4 separate regions of the Mus musculus genome follow, and all the other regions are linked to region 4. A link is a contact called in public HiChIP or PLAC-seq data. All regions are on one chromosome and are shown on one strand. Each heading gives the region's core, a stretch centred on a gene start, on an enhancer-like site or on the middle of the called end of the contact. The rest is flanking DNA. Distances are from core to core; before and after follow the strand shown. Region 1 overlaps Dgki (diacylglycerol kinase, iota). Region 2 overlaps Dgki (diacylglycerol kinase, iota). Region 3 overlaps Dgki (diacylglycerol kinase, iota). Region 4 holds the start of Creb3l2 (cAMP responsive element binding protein 3-like 2).

Region 1 (3,062 bases), core at 8-2,507, 270 kb after region 4:
TTGGATAAAAACAGTATGATGGCGCATTGTTTTGGCTGGAAGACAGGGTGAATGGCTGCATTTTCTTCGAGGAAGGGACAGAAGAATAGATCGATTACAGTACTGCAGGATGTACAACTACAAGGGAAGAGAGTTCAAGGAGGCCCCTACCTAGTCTTTTGATGTAGCTCTAAGGAGGATTCTTTGTGGTGGTAGGGAGGGCAGGGGAGAAAGGAGGAGAGGAAAGGCGAGGTGGATTTTGGGTGGAGCTAAACCCTGAGAGCCCAGACTCCCGTCTGTGGTCAGTGATACAGTGTTTCTTCCTGGTGTGTCTTTCAGCTTTTCAACACACACTGCGTGCGCCATGGACTTGATGCGATTATTTGCTTTTAAAGATCATTAAGAGAGTGGTGATTTCATTTTTAATTACCTCCCTGCTGGGTTTTCCTCCACTGGCATCTTTGGCTTTATGTTGAGTTAAACCTATTCCGGATCCAGCTGCCTTCGATAACTGGTATAAAGTAGAAGTGAGTGGCAGGTTGTTATAGCAACGGAATCTGATAGCAGCTTGTTATACCTGTGGGGATTGATCCTGAGTTTGAAGAGTCGGCAAGCTTTTCTTAGGAAATGTTAATGTCACTTAAAGACTTTGCTTGCAGCTTTTATTCTGATAATGAATCTTTTCACAAATGTTCAGATTGTCTGAAGATATCCCAGAATTATAATACGGCAGTTGTAAGAACATTCCATGATTTCCAGAGAACTGGATCATTGAGTATTCTATTGTAACTTTTAAAGTTCTCAATAAGATGCTTTTGCAGAGACAAGAAAGCCACAGGCGTCTCCTGTGGAAGGGGTGTGTGTGTGTGTGTGTGTGTGTGTGTGTATGTATGTGTGTGTGTCCGTGTCCGTCCATCCTCCAAAGGATCCTTTAGGACTTTGTTCATTTGCCCTCAGTGATCCGGCCTCACTCTTTCCTTCAGGCTCCTTAAATTTTAGCAACAGCAACAGACTTATTTAAATAGTATTGAACACTCTCTGTCACAGCTCTGAGTCTTGGCTGTGTTCTCCTGTTTTCTTCACCTGTCTTTTCTGTACAATTCTCTCCTGGCTGAGCTCCCATGCCATGCCGCATGGAAGGTTCCCCTTGGCCGTTTTCCACAGAGAATTCACTCCTTTCCCTCTCTGACCAAAGACGAGCCATCTCTCTGGTGTGATGAATTGGGGTGTATCATAATGTAGCATTATTCTGCAGGCAGCACAGAGTACATCTGAGTCACACATTTCTCCTTGTCGCTCGTACAGGCTCCTTGTTCTTTCTTTGCACAGAACAGGGCTGTGGTCTGCATGCTTATAGTTGCTCGTTCTGTTGGTGAGGGTCATAGGGAAATATAGACTCCAACAGTGACTCTGTTAGAGCTACCCAGCTGCTATTTTGGTGACATGTAAAGGCAACAATACTCTTAGATTTGCCGAGGTTAACAAAGATAGACTTCACCATCAGACTGGTACGATTTTTGGTCCAGGGTTTCTTGGTTCAGATACTTCATTATACAAATGTCTAGGTTTCAAAACTTCCTCTTTGGTGGATGACTTCTAATTAAGAAAATGTTCCCAAATCTTGGTGGGTGACTGCACAGCTGGACAGGGAAACACCAATTGTGCAATGGTTTTGGTAGCTGACTGCCTTCTTCCTCCTGCCCCCACCACAGGGAGATTTTCTAAAGATCGAGGCCTGCATCCTACCCAACCACTTAAATTAGAAACTTTCCAACTGTTGAGCTAAGTTCTCCTCTACCTGATCTTCTCCTAAAAGGCAGGATGTGAAAGAGGGCAGTAGAGAGCCACAAGCACATTATGAGATGCCTCCAAGAAAGCTCAACTCCAGTCATTTACATGGGGGTTAGTTCTAGACTGGGTTTGGAATGGAGGAGGGAGGACCAGGTGGAAAACAAAGGCAAGATTGTTGCCAGTGGAGAGATCTGCGCTTGGGAAGGTGGGGGGACGAGCAATTTCCTCAGCTGCTAGGAAGACTACAAGGGTGGATCCATGAAGGAGCCCTTTGCCCAGATGACTGCCAGATGCGGTGGGGGATGTGGTGGGGGATGCGGTGGGGGATGCAGAGGGTGGAGGAGCTACGTCTTTAATGTTGGAGATCCTGGGGAATTATTTTACTTCTGAGCAGGGAGTCATTTTCCAGATAACATTTAATTTCTATATGATGTCCCATGGTTATGATTAGGGGAGATTGAAATAAATGCAGACAAGAAAGGGTTTTCTTAAGGACGGTTGTGGTTTGAGTCTGAAATGTCTCCCTTAGGCTCATGTATTAGAATACTTAGTCCGCAGCTGGTGGTGCTGTGTTCAGACGATTGTGGACCCTTAAGAAGACAGAGCCTTGCTGAGCAAAGTATGTGGCTGGTGTACCTTTGAGTTTTATAGTCTAGCCTCACTTCCTGCTCTTTCTGATTCCTCTGGGCGGGTGTGTGATCAGTCTGCTTCTGGCCTGCCTGGCCTGCCTCACACTCTAGCTGTCATGCTTTCTAGGCCACTCACTCTGAACCAGTAAGCCAAAACAAAGTTTCCACTCGCTTTCACAGCCACTTCTAAGGGAGTATTGCAGTATCTTGCGTGGTGAGTATGAGGTGCCTCCTATCTTACCTGTCCAACTGGATGAAGCGAGCTCGACTGTGGAACCTGGGTATCCACTGTCTTTCCAGTCACCATCCGAGCTTCTCTTGTCTTATATTTCCACGTTATTCTATCCTATGTTTGTCTTTGTCCCCTAACTATGCAAATGCCTGAATCAGATGCAGAATAATAGACCATTAAAAATCAATAATTGGAATACACTTGTTTCTTTCCTTGTTTCATTTTCCTTATCTGCCCCTCCTTTTTTTCTGTCTTTCATTTTCTTTGTTTTTGAGACAGAGTTTCATGTAGCTCAGGCTAGCCTTGAACTTTGTTCCTCTGTAACTGAGACTGGCTTTGAACTCCTGATCCTCCTACCTATAGATGTGACCACCATATCAAGTTCAGGCTCCTTCTTTTCCTCTTTTTCCTCCTCCTCCTCTCCTTTTCAT
Region 2 (3,166 bases), core at 115-2,614, 290 kb after region 4:
TTATGTAGTGTACATATAGATGCCTTGTGTACTAATACAGTAGTCTGGGCAGCTTGCTGCTGGGTCAGGTGTTGGTTCCTAGTTATGGAGGGTGATGGAACTGAGGCTGTCAGAGTTCACAGGTGCCCTGGAGCAGAACTCACTTGTTCAGTAGTTTCTACCAAGACCTGACAATGGAATTTTATTTCTTTTCTCTTCTTCCTCTTCCTCTGCCCTGACTCGATCTTCTTTCCCACTTCTACCTTGTTTTCTCTACTTCTTTTTTCTAACCACAACTTTCTGAGATAGTTCGTGAAACTCTAAAAGATTTGTTTTTCTCTCATTCATCTAAAATTTGAGAGTTCAGCCATCCTATGGCTTTGTGCTTGGATTGGATAGTGTGTGTGTGTGTGTGTGTGTGTGTGTGTGTGTGTGTACTTTCCTCCTCCTTTCTTCCTATCTCACTCCCTCCTTCTTCCCTTCTCTCTCTTCCTCTTTCTCTCCCTCCCTCCTCCCCTTCCTCCTCTACCTCCTTCCCTCCCTCCCTCCCTTCCTCCCTCCTATCTTTCCTTCATTCTCTCCCTCCTATCTTTCCTTCATTCTCTCCCTTGCCCTCTTGCCACCAATAACATTTTAACCAAAGACTTTCCTATATAGTTACATATTGATACTGACTAAGTTGCCCAGGATAGCCTCAAAGTTGTTATGTAGCTCTATGCAGGCTTTGAAATTATAGTCCATCTATCTCAGCCTCTTGCTATGGAATTTTTTAAGCACTTAAATTTAGTTTGTGAGGACTCTTGAAGACCTAAAAGTAGAACCTATGGTTTCTGAATCTACAAAACCTTGGGGTTTTTGTTTGTCTGTTTTGTTTTATTTTAATGGGCAAAACTGGTTTAGCATTAATGGGAAGGACTTTGAAGGTAGAGAAGAAAACCCCTATGAACCATGGTAGAGAAAGTCCCTCAATATGGGAGGAAAACCTCTGTAAGAGAAGGATTTCCACAGAAGATTCTGTCTCCTCGTCTCTTCACTCCTCGCCCCCTTGTTTCTTGTATTATATTAGGCTATCTTAGCACCTTCAAATGTCCACTTACCTTTTCTTTTCTAAGCCAGGGTCTTGCTATGTGGCCCAGGATAGCCTTGGACTTTCTGTGTCTTCAGATCCCCCTGCCCCTGTCTCCTGAGCTAATGCCGGGGTTCCATGCCTGGGGTACCACACCTGGTCACTGTTCCTCTCATAAGAATATGGCTAGAGGGTGTGGGATGTACTTTGTCACAAGGAGCCCAAACTGAGGTTGTTAACTACCTATCTTGGAGAACATGAGGAAAGGGAACCATGACTGGACCATCTTCTTTCAAAAATTCCACCCGTCTGATGAGTCTGGGGAATTATGCAGAGCTAATGTGTTGCCTGAAGCCTGCATTGGAAAAGATGCCAGCAAGCTGGTGGTGGTAACTGCCAACTCCTGAAGACTGGTTTCTGGAACTTCCTGGGTAGGATTCCAAGAGACCCTAAAAGAAACAGAGAGAGGGGGGGGCCACCTGCTGAGATATCTGACACACTCAGTGTCCAGTGCTGGCACACACTCGTTTATTCCTGAGTGTGGAGAACTACTATTCTTGCCTAACCTCACCTGTCATTCATAGGTGGAGTCTGGATAGGTCAGTGAACATGCAAAGAGTCGCCCTGCCCTTTAGGACGCAACACATCCTTCCCTGTCTGCTCCTAACCCTTCATCTCTCTGCTGTAAGCACCTTTCCCTCCGAGGCTGTGCCTTGAGGGCATTCACAGTATCTGCTGTGTCCTTTGTGGCTTCTCCCTGCTCCTCTGACTGAGGGTGGCTGAGGAAGTGTGGGCAGTGTTTCTTGGCAGATGCAAATCAGTCTTTTCACATTGAGGGAAGCTCAGCTCAGTGGACAGGGGTGTGGTCCTCAGCCAGGAGAAGGAAATTGCTCTCAGAAGAAGGGAGTAAGCAAGCTTCCATTGGTAACCAGACTTCTGTGCTGTGCTGGGCAGTGGAGTTGCACAAGAGGGCGTTGTTTCTATTTCATCTGTGACAACTTGAATTTCTTTCTAAGTATCCTAAGTATCTCACTATTTTTTTCTCTTCCACTCTTGCCCTCCACCCTGAAAAGAAGTTGAGCTTCCAGCTTCTAGCCCTGTAGTCCTATTACAAAACAGCCTCCTTAGGCTCTCTGATTTGGGGGGAATTTGTTCCTGTCTATCCTAGTAGAGGTGTATCTCACCACAGTTGTAAAGGATATCAGATGCTAGAGACTCCCTCAGGTTGCTCCCTTACAGATTCTATCCAACAGGGGGCTGTGAGCTCTGTACAGGATTCTCATGTCCTCGTGTTCATATGTACACATGTATGCATGTCTGTCTGTATGCATTTACTATTTATTTATTTATTTATTTATTTATTTATTTATTTATTTTCTTGCTGCAGGAAAGCCATCTCCCGGACAGGCCTCCAGCATCTGGCACCTGCACATCCTCTTGGTCTTCCTGTGGCTAACGGTCCAGCGAAGGAGCCCAGAGCCACTCTGGACTGGAGCGTAGGTGTCTGGTGTTTTGTGTTTGTTTTGTCTTGTTTTGTCTTCTTCCCCAGGTTCATTTCAGTTCCATGCTGTGTTTTGCTCATCTCACCTTCAGGATTCCATGAGTCAGAACAGGTCTACTGAGAGTTGGCAGTGGTCAAGTTAGTGAGATCACTAACTGTGGGCTGGCAGCCATCCACCCGTCTGAAGCCACATGTAGGGCCATGCTGTCTCAACAATGAGCAGAATAGGGTCGCCCATGTCCTTTTCTGGTCTGGGGAGAGATTTGTGTGGGAAAGAAGGGGAGTGGTTATTTTTTTAACCTATTAAAACATAAAAATACGTATTTGTGGTGTACCATGTGGTGTTTTGACACATGTACACAGGTATAGGCATAGAGTGAAACATATCTACTCAGACATTTATCAGTTATTATGCTAGAAACCATCTAAATCCCTTTTTTTAGCCTTGTACAAAAGGGTATACTATATTATCTGGTTAATAGTATAAAGAAATACCCATTGTTTAGGGTCACTCTACTGTGACGTGGTATCTAACTATGACTTACTATCAGCTGAAGAATCTTTCTGTTGCCTATCTTCTGTCTCTCCCAGTCTCAATTCTCAGTGTAGGATAAACCTTG
Region 3 (3,331 bases), core at 157-2,656, 370 kb after region 4:
ATTTCTACTTTTAAAGTCTTAAATATTTGCAACAATTTTTGCTTAAGACAGATATCGGTGTAAGAAATGAAGAAAGTTCAGATAAACTGAACTCTCTATGAATAAATAAACTTTAGTCTTACAAAAAGTAAGTTGGTATAATAATTTTTACACTCTGCCCCCAAAATAAGGAAAAGGGATTTTGGCATACTCATTTCTAAGTGTTTACAGTGCCAGACAAGACTGCAGGTATCAGTGGGAAACTGTACTGAGTACTTTGTTCAGGAAGGAAAACATGTCAATAATTTGTAAATGTTAGGGAAAGGGCTGTTTCTTGGTGGCTTTGCCAAGGATCAAAGCCTGCTCTTTCGATGAGGTTATTCTGAAAGGCAGTGAATAATGGGTTAACACAAATGGCATGATTTCCTGGTCAGAAAGTTTTTGTTGTGCTGTTGTTGTTTGTTTGTTTGTTTTCCAGTTGGGTTGTTGTTAAAGGACTCCACCCCAGTCTTTCGAAGGTCTAGGTTGCTGACCAGATTCAGCTACTTAGAGGAAGTTTAGAATGGAAGAGTTTCTTTTCCCGTTAGTGAATCCCAAATCACTTGGCATTTCTACCCTACGAGATACAGTGGAAACAGGTACAGCAGCCACACTGCAAAACTTCAGCTGTATGTTGCTGGCATTGTGAGCTTTGTACCGTACTCACTAAGTGTTTCAGAGATGTAAGTGTAGGGTGTAAGAGTGTATGTTTATAATATATTTCAAGATTTAGGAAATATTTGAATATAACTAGTGAAAGTTCTCTTTTGAAAGATAAATAATAATGGGGGGCAAATAATCAACTGAGACTTATAATTTCTTTGTGTTTGGACTTTTTAATCACTTTATGAGCTTTTGGGTATGTTGGTGGATATTGGAGACACTTTGTTTAAAGTCTTGGAGGTATGTTGAATATCTTTCATGGGATCAAATAAAACAGAAAACTGGCCTCAAGCCAAAAGATTCTCTGATTTCAAACCTCAGCTACTACAAAATCAATAAAAGAATGCAACCATTTTATATAAATCCCACTCCTCTAGCTTCAGCCAAGGGTCTAAAGCTGAGTGCCACTTCCTGCATGCCACAGATGGTAGAAGAGAGAGGCAGCCGAATTTAAAGTCACTCAGAATAAGCTTTATTTAACTTTATTCCAAAGGCTCAATTTGATTGAAAAAAAAATCTCAAAAGATTCAACAGAGTCACTTTGTTGATATTTTTAAGTCTGGAGTCAGTTGGATCCAGACCATCTGGCCTCGTGTCCTTATGTTCCTCTCAAAAAACCACGGAGTCATTTGAAATTTAGTCAGGGAATCCAGTCAGTGCCGTAAATAGCAGATCCGGGCGAGAATTAAGCCCGAGTGATTAGGATCTGGCTCTCTTTATTATGCTTAAGAGACTGGCCAAAATCTCCCCATGGCGTAGTCTGTGGAAACTTGGTCCACAAAGACTGTGAACCAGTTCCGTTTATGTACATGTGTTAGATAATAACTCTGAAGCCATGGTCTCGGTGACTGATGGAATAGAATCCAAAGTGAAGCACCAGGCTGCTTATATGAGGCTCATTCTCCTGGTGACCCATCGCAGTTCTAAATAGCGTTGATGCTCAATTCTATATAACCATCATGCTCAGTGCCTTAGTTGTGAGTGGCCTTGTTTGTTTTGGGCATCTGTCTGGCTGTCAGTACCACAGGAGAGTGTGTCTGTTTTCTCCTTGGAGTTGGAAGGCTCTAATACAGTGGATACAATTGGACACACGTAAGTTGTATCAGTGAATAGAGTAGCAAGTTTATCTTACAAAGAAGGCTTTCTTGACATGGAAGTAGAAGAGGGCCCCTCTGATAGATTTTTAGCAGTAACAGTAGTCTTTCATATGTATACATAGACATACACACATGTGTATGTAATATTATAAAAGCCTCAATTTGTCTCTTTTGATGCTTATCATCATTAGGAGATTTTGAATCATTCCCACTTTTGGGTTCAGAGAGAAGTTAGAAGTCAATGATTTGCCTGAAATCACTCAGGCAGTGAGAAGATCCAAGAGCTGTTCTCAGCTTTCCTACCCATCTTCTTCTAGTTCATGTATAACTTTCTGATATGTATGAATTGAAGGACAGGTACCTGGGTCATAACATTTAGCAGATCTCTCAACAAGGCTATAGTTACTGTCGTGCCACACATTTTATTCTATTGCTGTCTCGCAAGCAACATTGCAATATTGAGCACTTATGAGTGACAGTTAGAAATCTAGCATGTTTTCAGTGTCGATAGGGGGCTGGTTTTCTGCCTGGGTGAGGGTACTATGAGGAGGCATAGTTCCAGATAACTTGGGGTAAGATGTTTTAAGCTTTCAAAGCACACTGTTCTTAGCTGAGTTAAGATGTAAAAACAGCAACTCCCTCATTCAGTTAATAGCAGCATATGTATGTACATTGGGTCCAGGATATTTAAAGAGCTGTTCAAAGTTTCTAAGAACTACAGAGTGACCTACTTCAGACCTTACAGTTCCATTGGAGAAGGACAAGCATATCCAGCAGTAATTTAGGACATCTGAATAGTGTCAAGGTTAAGATCCAGATGATATAGCCAATGGAGAGATCATGCAAACTGGAGTGGTTTGGGGGGACTTTTTAGATTTTGCTGTGTTTGCTGTGTAATATGAAGATACTGCATATAAAATTACAGCTTTCTAGTTGATTGGTTGAGAACAAAGAAAGAGGGTGGTCTCAGACATGTAAATTTAAAACAACAAGGCATACTATGAAATATAATTAGACCTATCTCGCTTTATAGAAATCTGTTGATAGTAAGAGTGGGATATTAATGTCAAAATGTTGATTTGGGGTCAGAGGAGATAGCTAAGTGGATAAAGTGCTTCTCGTGCGTCTGTGAAGGTCAGAGTTTGGAACCTCAGCATCTACATAAAAAATTGGGAGAGTTTGACTAACTGCTTGTAATTCCAGCCCTTGGGAGGCAGAGAGAAATGACCCCTAGGCCAAGCTGGCTAGCTACACTAGCTGAATCAGCAAGTGCCAGGCTGAGTGAGAGTCCCTGCCTCAGAAAACGAAGTGGAGGGTGTCTGAGGCAGACACCTGATGTTAACCTCTAGTCTCTGCATGTACACATGTGAACATGCATTCACACATGCATGTGCCCAGACCCATGCAAATGTGCATACAGATACACACTGCATAACACACACACACACACACACACACACACACACACACACACACACACACACACACACACACGACTGGGAGGATTGTGGGATTGTGGGTATTGCTTAAAGCCCGGATGAATGGTTTATTCT
Region 4 (3,082 bases), core at 131-2,630:
AAAAAGAAAGGTCTGTATTTAAATATTAAAATAGTCTCAAAAGATCCTAGGCTAGACAAGCAGACTCATTTTACATGAAAAATAAAAGTTGCTTAAAGACAGTGTAAAGTTCTGAGACTTCTGTCTTCACACAGCAAAACCACGCTCTGAAGAAGACAAAACTCTCTGTAGACCTGATACCTGACTGTCCCCTTGTAAGAACCACCTGGAACCACAGCCCTGTATGTAAAATGGTTAAACTATAGCCAACTAAGGCTGTTTCCATAAAAGGAAACCTCAAAAGGGAAGAAGAAAAATCACATTGGGGGAAAATGCTATAGAGCAGGCCTTTTCTTCTCTAAGGGGGTCAAAGGCTTAGATCTCTTTCCCAACACTCACTTTGGGGTGCATCTTGCAGCCATTAAAACACTTATTTTCCCCTAAGCCCCACTTCATCCACGACACTCAGGAGAGTATCCGTTACCTCTTTGACCAGTATCTGGAATAGTACCCACCTGGCCATCCTCTCATTTTTTTGCCTGGTACTCCATTGGGAATAAAAGATCTGTGAAGCAGGCACTAGTGGCATAACCGTGCAGTCCCTCCCAGCTCTCCGGAGGTGAGGCAGAGGGATCAGGAGTTCAAGCTCAGCCTTAGCTGCACAGTGCAGTTGAGGACAGCCTGGGCTACAGGTAACCTTGTCTCAAAAACAAAACAACAAAATCCTATGAATTTAAAAAAAAAAATTAGCCCTCTGATTTAGGACTTGGAAACGTGTGGCAAGATTGGCTAATGTCTGTTTAATAAAGGCCATAAAACTACATAAAAAGCTAGCAATGAATGTGTGCTAGAACTGTGATAATTCAGATTTCTGCTCACGTGCGCATTTTCATATATGTGGTGCATTCTTTTAAATCCAGACAGACTCACGCGACCTAAACTAATTTGAAATGTAGACAGCGCTTCAATCCGCTTGGTTTCTCTGAGGAAATAAACTCGCGAAACAAACCTCCTTTAAGCGGAGACTCTTAGGGAGGACACTGGGCGCGCACGCCCTCTCTTATAAAAATGTATTCTTGTCGCTATTTGATTGGTTGGCTCCTCCAGGTCTCCCTAGCTCATTGATCTATGTTTCAGTCGATCATTTCTAGACCCTAGCACCCTATTGGTCCATTGCGACGCTCCGGCAGGAGGCGTTCCCCAGTGACGTAAAAGACCCTCTCCGCCCACATTCCGAGGACTAGGCGGAGACTTCGCGCGACTCTCCCTCTGGGGGAGGGACATGGATGAGAAAGGGACTTTTGATACGGTATAGATGGCAAGACGGGCGTTCGATTGGTCACTGGCCTGGAAGGAGGTGGGGTCGCCTCTGGATCCAGGGGCAGAGCTCAAGAGCCCAAGGGAGTCTCAAAGTTTGTCTGGAGCCCTAGTGGGGAGTGGGCTTGTTGCGCGAGGACTTTCTTGGGATGAGCGCTGCCTTTTTGCCTTCCTTTTGGATGCACAGCCCGATTTAACCCCTGCACCTTCCGCCCGATCCCAGCAGGCTTGTCCTCCCCGGGGAGTCACAGATTTCCGAGGACAAGGGTCGCGTAGCCTTCGGCAGGGCTCTCCCGAGTTCCTGCTCCAGTGCATAAGTTCCACGCGCGCACACGCCAAGTACACGGGGAGAAGCGTCTCACCGGCCCGCGGCGGCTCTGCGCGGTCCCCTCCTGCCTCAGCATCCTCGGCCCTGCGCGGCGCCCACCGCCATGGAGGTGCTGGAGAGCGGGGAGCAGAGCGTCCTGCAGTGGGACCGCAAGCTGAGCGAGCTGTCAGAGCCCGGAGAGACTGAGGCCCTCATGTACCACACGGTGAGGACCCGTGGTCCGGGCAAAGGGAGTCGGGGGTGAGGAGAAAAGCGGGTTTTGTCACCAGCTGGGTCCTGGGAGGCAGCGTTTGGGGAAGGGCATGACTATATTAAGAGGTCTGGGGATGGGAGTTTTCTTCTATGAACACATTAAGGTGCACAGCTGGAGCCTTTAAACTTTCTTCCGAATAAGTGACCCTTTGTATTCCAAAGCAGTTTATAGTGTTTTCCTGTCGGTAGCTCCATTTCCTATTGCTAACGGTACAGCAATGCTGGGAAGCGACGTGTTTTGAGAATAATACCTCCGCCCAGTTATATTGATTTTTTTTTTAAAATGGTAAGGTTTGTAAAAAAACACACACAATACACACACATCCAAAATTTGGACAAGCTAATGTAGTATAGTCATCCCATATGTTTTTTGTCCCCATCCCATCCAGTTTCTTTACTTTCTTGTTTATAGCTTTAAAATGTTCGTGTTAAAAGCCTTCCTTCACCGCACGGGAAGGCGGCCGCCTCACTTGGCTGCTTCATCTGCACAGCCTCGAACTGCTTCCTCCCTTTTTCAGGGGAAAATCTGAGGCAACTGCATGTTTCAGAGAGGCTCTGGGGGAGAGGTAGGACAGCTCACCAGTTCCTTCCCCGCAGAGACCTCTTTGGAGACTCAACTGTCAGAAGCGTGAATCATTTAAAGATGTCACTTTCAGCTTTTTGCAAGAGAAAATCTTGTTTGTGATAGCCAGTGCTGGTAATGTGGCTTTGTTCAGAACTCTTAGAAGTTGAGAGGGAGGGGTGGGGGTGGGGGGCACTGAGGGACTGCTGAGGGACTGAGGTAAGGACAGGCTTGGCTGCATTTCTGTCTTAGTGCTGTTAATGGGGTCAGTACCAGGATATTTGAAACTTTTGCAAAACGGCCTGCAGGCTCCACCTCTTTGGCCTTTGCCACTGGCTGACTGTATTTTGGGAAAAGGGATGGGGCCTCCTGCTGCTTCCCACCAAAGCATTTGTGGTAGCTGAGAAGGTCTGGTTAAAAAAAGAAGCCATGTGTAGGGTTTAGAGGGAGTGGTGCTTCACTCTGGGGCAAAAGCCAGATGTTGAGTGTGATCCTGGTCATCTGGCCTTCGCCCTCTGTCTATCCCGATGAAATCTTCGGGTTGGGAGCCTAGGTTGCTTCCTATGCTTTGGAAAGACCCTGAGCCTTTCACACCATAGCTGGGGTTTGTGTTTTGTTTTGTTTTTTTTAACTTTGGGGGCTCC

The links. HiChIP or PLAC-seq counts read pairs in DNA pulled down with a chosen protein or histone mark.
Region 1: an H3K4me3 HiChIP or PLAC-seq map of embryonic stem cells shows a contact between it and region 4, with 4 times the contacts expected there. The contact joins the enhancer-like site here to the promoter of Creb3l2 in region 4. A contact is called at or near these places in 4 of 39 promoter capture datasets (the 3T3-L1 cell line, cranial neural crest, embryonic stem cells and 1 more), 1 of 484 Hi-C or Micro-C datasets (the CH12 cell line) and 4 of 115 datasets of contacts at active chromatin or transcription factors (acute myeloid leukemia, embryonic limb bud, embryonic stem cells and 1 more).
Region 2: an H3K4me3 HiChIP or PLAC-seq map of embryonic stem cells shows a contact between it and region 4, with 2.9 times the contacts expected there. The contact joins the enhancer-like site here to the promoter of Creb3l2 in region 4. A contact is called at or near these places in 7 of 39 promoter capture datasets (the 3T3-L1 cell line, cranial neural crest, embryonic stem cells and 2 more), 4 of 484 Hi-C or Micro-C datasets (bone marrow-derived macrophages, embryonic stem cells and peritoneal macrophages), 9 of 115 datasets of contacts at active chromatin or transcription factors (bone marrow-derived macrophages, embryonic basal ganglia, embryonic stem cells and 1 more) and 2 of 9 other capture datasets (embryonic stem cells and pancreatic islet).
Region 3: an H3K27ac HiChIP or PLAC-seq map of oligodendrocyte precursor cells shows a contact between it and region 4, with 8 times the contacts expected there. The contact joins the enhancer-like site here to the promoter of Creb3l2 in region 4. A contact is called at or near these places in 12 of 39 promoter capture datasets (the C10 cell line, the HPC-7 cell line, HPC-7-derived erythroid cells and 8 more), 1 of 15 datasets of contacts at CTCF or cohesin (the NIH/3T3 cell line), 15 of 484 Hi-C or Micro-C datasets (the BV-2 cell line, bone marrow-derived macrophages, cochlea and 10 more), 32 of 115 datasets of contacts at active chromatin or transcription factors (the NIH/3T3 cell line, SST interneurons, acute myeloid leukemia and 21 more) and 3 of 9 other capture datasets (embryonic stem cells, liver and pancreatic islet).

The regions. Positions count from the first base shown.
Region 1 is chr6:37,168,801-37,171,862 of GRCm38.p6, reverse strand. The region is part of intron 1 of Dgki (diacylglycerol kinase, iota); the gene reads left to right. Among named protein-coding and RNA genes, the nearest start is that of Dgki, 130 kb to the left of the region's middle. Within about 2 kb of position 1,257, at least 16 of the 459 cell types and tissues checked have an H3K27ac peak or open chromatin away from gene starts, as enhancers often do.
Region 2 is chr6:37,148,924-37,152,089 of GRCm38.p6, reverse strand. It overlaps Dgki (diacylglycerol kinase, iota), which reads left to right. Exons shown (of 34, transcript NM_001081206.2): 2 at 2,433-2,541. Among named protein-coding and RNA genes, the nearest start is that of Dgki, 150 kb to the left of the region's middle. Within about 2 kb of position 1,364, at least 14 of the 459 cell types and tissues checked have an H3K27ac peak or open chromatin away from gene starts, as enhancers often do. A contact at or near this core is called in embryonic stem cells, where this site is marked.
Region 3 is chr6:37,070,581-37,073,911 of GRCm38.p6, reverse strand. All of the region lies in intron 6 of Dgki (diacylglycerol kinase, iota), which reads left to right. Among named protein-coding and RNA genes, the nearest start is that of Gm52857, 170 kb to the right of the region's middle. Within about 2 kb of position 1,406, at least 6 of the 459 cell types and tissues checked have an H3K27ac peak or open chromatin away from gene starts, as enhancers often do. A contact at or near this core is called in neural progenitor cells, oligodendrocyte precursor cells and uterus, where this site is marked.
Region 4 is chr6:37,440,446-37,443,527 of GRCm38.p6, reverse strand. It overlaps Creb3l2 (cAMP responsive element binding protein 3-like 2), which reads left to right and starts at 1,380. Exons shown (of 12, transcript NM_178661.4): 1 at 1,380-1,829. The coding sequence starts at 1,728. It overlaps Gm33318 (predicted gene, 33318), which reads right to left and starts at 1,018. Exons shown (of 3, transcript NR_166917.1): 1 at 495-1,018.